Linked DNA regions of Mus musculus: region 1 is linked to region 2. A link is a contact called in public HiCAR-type data. All regions are on one chromosome and are shown on one strand. Each heading gives the region's core, a stretch centred on a gene start, on an enhancer-like site or on the middle of the called end of the contact. The rest is flanking DNA. Distances are from core to core; before and after follow the strand shown. Region 1 overlaps Jazf1 (JAZF zinc finger 1). Region 2 holds the start of Hoxa10 (homeobox A10).

What was found. HiCAR-type assays count read pairs that join an accessible place to other places.
Region 1: a HiCAR-type map of fibro-adipogenic progenitors shows a contact between it and region 2, with 7 times the contacts expected there. The contact joins the enhancer-like site here to the promoter of Hoxa10 in region 2. A contact is called at or near these places in 13 of 39 promoter capture datasets (the C10 cell line, the HPC-7 cell line, HPC-7-derived erythroid cells and 9 more), 2 of 484 Hi-C or Micro-C datasets (the P5424 cell line and bone marrow-derived macrophages), 13 of 115 datasets of contacts at active chromatin or transcription factors (DN3 thymocytes, acute myeloid leukemia, double positive thymocytes and 10 more) and 4 of 9 other capture datasets (adipose tissue, liver, macrophages and 1 more).

What each region holds. Positions count from the first base shown.
Region 1 is chr6:52,912,444-52,915,143 of GRCm38.p6, reverse strand. All of the region lies in intron 1 of Jazf1 (JAZF zinc finger 1), which reads left to right. Among named protein-coding and RNA genes, the nearest start is that of Gm52903, 47 kb to the right of the region's middle. Within about 2 kb of position 1,268, at least 14 of the 459 cell types and tissues checked have an H3K27ac peak or open chromatin away from gene starts, as enhancers often do. A contact at or near this core is called in adipose tissue and fibro-adipogenic progenitors, where this site is marked.
Region 2 is chr6:52,233,590-52,236,289 of GRCm38.p6, reverse strand. Hoxa10 (homeobox A10) reads left to right here and starts at 1,351. Exons shown (of 2, transcript NM_008263.3): 1 at 1,351-2,331. The coding sequence starts at 1,356.

The DNA.
Region 1 (2,700 bases), core at 19-2,518, 680 kb before region 2:
AGCTGTAATTACAGCTGAGTCATCACTATTCCCAAATGAAAGCTTGTAGGTTTCCCCACTGATTTAAGGCCATCCAGTCTTCAGCAAAGGATGAACGTAGACAGATGGCTAATGGCTTGGCTGTAAATCTGGGGTAGATTTTCACCTTGCAGTTCATGCTTTCTATGGATGTCATTCAGATGTCACTGATGTGTGAAGGGGCAGTATTCCCTATGCTGTAACCCACCATTGGAAGAGAATTTGTTGGGACGCAAGCCTCAAGGAGCAAATATCCTCACAGGAAAATGTGGAGCCTTCAGTGCGTGTCAGGGAGATGTGGGGCCTGGGTCATTGGAGGTGGATGGACCAAGTCCGTCTTCTTCCTGCGTCATGTGTCAGGAACATGGTGGCTGCTTCTCAAAGGATCCATAGCAACAGATTGCTGAGGTATATTTCAGGTCTTTTAGGAGCATAGCATTTTTTCTCCATACAAATCCTTTACTTCTTTGAGAAAACGATTTTTGAAGTGTGTATGAGTGTACATCTGTGTGTGTGTGTGTGTACCTGTGTGCATCTATGTATATGTGTGTGTGTGCACACATACAAGATTGATTGTGTGTGTGTGTATTTTATAGCTTCAAAGCCTAAAATATTTTCAATTACAAACTCTTCTAAAAAAATCTTAAGCATACAGAAAACAGTGCAGCTGTGTCTGCCTTTTATTGTCTGAGTATCATCTGTTCCCTCGTTTTTAAACAACCTTTTTGTTTTAAGTTTACAGAAAAAATACAGAATTATTTAGTATTCCCAAACCCAGTTTTTTCACATTACTGACATCTTGGTTAGATTAGGATAGTGATACATTGTTAACTAGAATAGAGCTCATGATTTGTTTGGATTTGCTTAGTTTTGACCTGATGTCCTTTTTTGACAACTTGTAACAGTTAGCCAGTTTCCCCATAGCTTTTGTGACTATGTCTGTTCAGTTCCTTAATTTTCAAAATGAAAGAAAAATAAAACAAACAAACAAACAAACAAACAAAAACCCATTCCCTTTCCCACATGGTTCCTGGAATAGCCCAAAAGAATCTATGCCAAAGTTCTCTGAGGACTTGGAGGCTATGTCAGTCACTCTCTAAGCTCTAAAAGTGTGTCTTAGAAAGCTATAGATTACAGAGCCCCCCCCCCCTTCTCCCCACCCCTTTCGGTCATGCTTATAAGAGGTCTGGAGTAAGAGTGCCTGAGGATCCATCAAGCCCCGTGTATGTGGCTCTATGTGTGCTGGTAGGTGTGTGGCTGTCCTGTGGACGACCTCACATCTTCATGCTATTGCCTTCCTAGGAACAGAGAGCCTTTTCAGAGGCAACAATTTCCTGTTTATTTCTACTCCAGAAACTCCTCAAAGATCAACATCAGACAACCCAGAAGTATTGAGTTTTCTGACACTTACAGTTTCACACTGCTAGCTGGAGGTCATGGCACAGATAGATCCCCAGGGGTAGGGAGAGAAACCCTGCCCAAGTCACCCTCATGATTCCCTGTGAATCACTGGCCATGGCTTCTGCGCTTGAAATTACTGGAGCCAGAAGCCAGTGTCCTCTTGAGAAAAACTGATGCTCTTGGCCTTTTCTTTATTCCTTTCCCCTGTTTCTTAGCTGACAGTGGTTGAAGAGTATGTGGATTTAAAACTTAAGTATAGCATCTATTTGGGTGGCTGTTAGCTTGGATTTTAAACCACTATTTTTACAGCTGTAAGATCTACTGCTTGAGTTGATTTAACAAGCAGCCATGGGTTGGTTTCCAGCCCAGGTCTACCACTAGTTGCTTTCAGAAAAGTTGATCTTGGGCCCATTGCTAGGAAAGTTTGCTGTGATTTTTATTAAAATATTAGAGGCAGTTTGTTGTTCTTGCTGGCCACACCCTGTGTCTCTAAACTAAGGAACATATGATCAGTGATTCAGATATGAGTGCTGAAACTAAGGATTGCTCCCTGGCTTGGAGTCTCCCGGGACAAGTTTCCTCAGTCCTTGTCTCACTGTGACCCACAGTGTGATAGGATTAAGGACCAGTGTCATCATTCCCTCCTTAATGTTCCTGATAGTATCGCTACCGTTGGCTACTGCACCAGAGAAGCCTGTAGCCTGCAGTTACCCATGACACTGTTACCTAATCCAAGGTTACCAGACTGCTGTGGTCATTTAAGTGCAGTGCTTCGAGGAGCTGCCCCTAGTATCATCAGCAGGATCAGAGTCACTGGAATCTTTGATGCACATCAGAAACCCTAGGTGCCCCTCCCCCTGCAGCTGGACCAGGCCCTACAGGCAGCTTGAGAGGCTCTTTAATATTCTAGTACACGACCCATCCTGAATGGCCTTCTGTTTCTGTAAAAGGTCAATGCTGGGTGCTGGTCCAGAAGAGAGCATCCATAGGGCTTACCCTGTCCAGCACTACAGTGGCTTTCAGGCCTAGACGAACTGTGTGCAGGTGCTTCACATAGTGGGTCTTTCATCCCAGTTCAGTTAGAGTAGCTGGGACTGTGCTGAAGTGTGAGCATGCTCTATTAAGCTCTGGGCTGGGAGGTGGGGCATACTGGGGAGCAAAAGGGTAGTCACTCTGGAGATACCAGTTGAGATAAAGGAAGCACCTGCAAAGCTTTTCTCCGAGTTTCATTTACAGACAGACTAACGGAAAGATAAAAACTCCATGTAAATGCAGACTGGT
Region 2 (2,700 bases), core at 102-2,601:
ACAGGTCAGAAGTAAAGCATCCACTATGCAAGCTCCATGGATCCTGCCGAAAAAGGTCACCTTTCCTAAGTTTGATATAAGGTCCACATTTGGGGGCTAGCATGCCGTAGGCTGACCATTTTCAATTGCCCAAAGGTAGCACCCTGGGCTCTAGAGTCTCTTATAATAGGGCCCAAACCCAGCTCAGCCTCCTAGGGAATGGACTTCCTCATCACCACCTTGTTAAAATGTGCACAGTATACGACAAAAATGGCTGGGAAAAGGACTGCCCTCGCCATGTCTTTGGGGGTAGAGTGGGGTACAGACAGGTTTGGTCAGAACCTCCTGGAGCCAAGGAATGTTTAGGCTCAAAGGAGAGCGAGAGAGAAAGCAGTGTGGCGGAGGTATTTGCTAGACACATTCTCCCAAGGTTTTCCTTCCAGTTCTGCCAGCACAGAAAGGCCAGAGACCCAAAGCCAGCATTCTAGTCCTCTAAAGGTAGAGGATGGGGAGTATGCGTTTGCCTCTGAACTGTGGTTTGGGAGGTCGGGAGTGGTGGTGGTGGTGGTGGTGGGCTCTTGCCAGTCTATTGATTTTTCACCTCACTAAGGCAGCTGTGCAAGGTTGGATGACAGGAGTAGAGAGCATGAACCGATTGATCACAGTGAAGGAGAAAAACCTTCACTGACCAGAGGATGGTGTAAGACAGTGAGGACAGAGGATCCAGGCATTGATCATCGGCCGATGGATTTCGGACAATATTCATTCTTTGTGAGATGTTTGAGGCCGTACTGGTTTACTGTAGGTTCTGGACCGTCCAAAGATCTTGACAGCCTTAGTATGACTTTTTTACCAGCCACTTTGGGAAGCCAAACTTAAGAATTGAGGCCAGCTCCAGGCCCAGAAATGTATAGGATAGCTAGCCTGCTACAGGGCCCGTTTAAATGATCAAGGCGACGGGGACTCATGGCCACTCCATAGCAGACATGGGAGCACCCAAGGTTGGCTGGGGTGCACATCATAAACACTCCACTTGTTAACAGCGCAGAGCCCAAGGGTGCTTCCAAATAGTCCCTTGCATGGGGGGGGGGGGGGTACAGGTTCAAGAGCCAGGTCCCCCAACCTCCACTTTGAGGCAGCCCCCACAGTTCCGGCCTTTGAGCCATAGGTGTCAGGCGTGCGTCTTCTGGCCCATCAATACAGATTACATATTTATATCAATCGCGGGCTCCGAGGGCGCCCTCAGAGAGCGGCCCCGCGCCTACGAAACCAAACTGGGAGTGGTCGCGTGGAAACTCTGGCTCGGGATTGGCTGCAAGCGCCCGCCGCGGTGCGGGGGGGATTGCTAATCGTATTCAGCATGTTTTGCACAAGAAATGTCAGCCAGAAAGGGCTATCTGCTCCCTTCGCCAAATTATCCCACAACAATGTCATGCTCGGAGAGCCCTGCCGCGAACTCCTTTTTGGTCGACTCGCTCATCAGCTCAGGCAGAGGCGAGGCTGGTGTTGGTGGCGGTAGCGCGGGGGGCGGTGGAGGTGGCTACTACGCCCACGGTGGGGTCTACCTGCCGCCTGCCAGCGACCTGCCCTACGGGCTGCAAAGCTGCGGGCTCTTCCCCGCGCTGGGCAGCAAGCGTAATGAAGCGCCGTCGCCCGGAGGCGGTGGCGGTGGTGGCAGCGGGGGCCTGGGTCCTGGGACGCATGGCTACGCGCCCGCGCCCCTAGACCTGTGGCTGGACGCGCCCCGCTCCTGCCGGATGGAGCCGCCCGACGGGCCGCCGCCACCGCAGCCACAACCCCAGCAGCAGCAGCAGCAGCCGCCGCCGCCCCCGCCGCAGCCACCTCAACCCCAGCCACAGGCCACTTCGTGTTCTTTTGCGCAGAACATCAAAGAAGAGAGCTCCTACTGCCTCTACGATGCTGCGGACAAATGCCCCAAGGGCTCGGCCGCCGCTGATCTGGCCCCTTTCCCGCGGGGCCCGCCGCCCGACGGCTGCGCCCTGGGCGCCTCCAGCGGAGTGCCAGTACCCGGCTACTTCCGCCTGTCGCAGGCCTACGGCACGGCCAAGGGCTTCGGCAGTGGCGGCGGCGGCACGCAGCAGCTCGCTAGTCCCTTTCCTGCGCAGCCCCCGGGGCGCGGTTTCGACCCGCCGCCCGCACTGGCCTCTGGCTCGACCGAGGCAGCCGGGAAGGAGCGAGTCCTAGACTCCACGCCACCACCCACTCTGGTTTGCACCGGTGGCGGCGGCTCGCAGGGCGACGAGGAGGCACACGCGTCATCCTCGGCGGCTGAGGAGCTGTCTCCAGCCCCTTCAGAAAACAGTAAAGCTTCGCCGGAGAAGGACTCCCTGGGTAAGCAGAGCTCAACCGAGGGCTCAAGTCAGACGGGCAGACAGACAGACAGACAGACCCACAAGGAAGGAGCAGAGGACCAGAAGCCCGCGCGGCAGCCGTAGGCCTTGGCCCAAACTGACGGCAGGCTGACCTTCTGAACTTGTTTTTAATATTTGGGCGTGGGGATGCTGTAAAAATCCACGTCCGGCTTAGGGCCCCACACCAAGACGTCCTCAGCTCTGGCCCCTGCTCACCCAGACTTGGGGGATGAGAACACCAGCGAGCAGCCCTCCTCCCGTGCTTGCACTTTCTCGTGGCCCTGAGTACCCCCAAGCCCTGGTCCTTAGCCCAGCCTGCTCAGCGCGGCCCACGCGGGGGGGAGGGGCA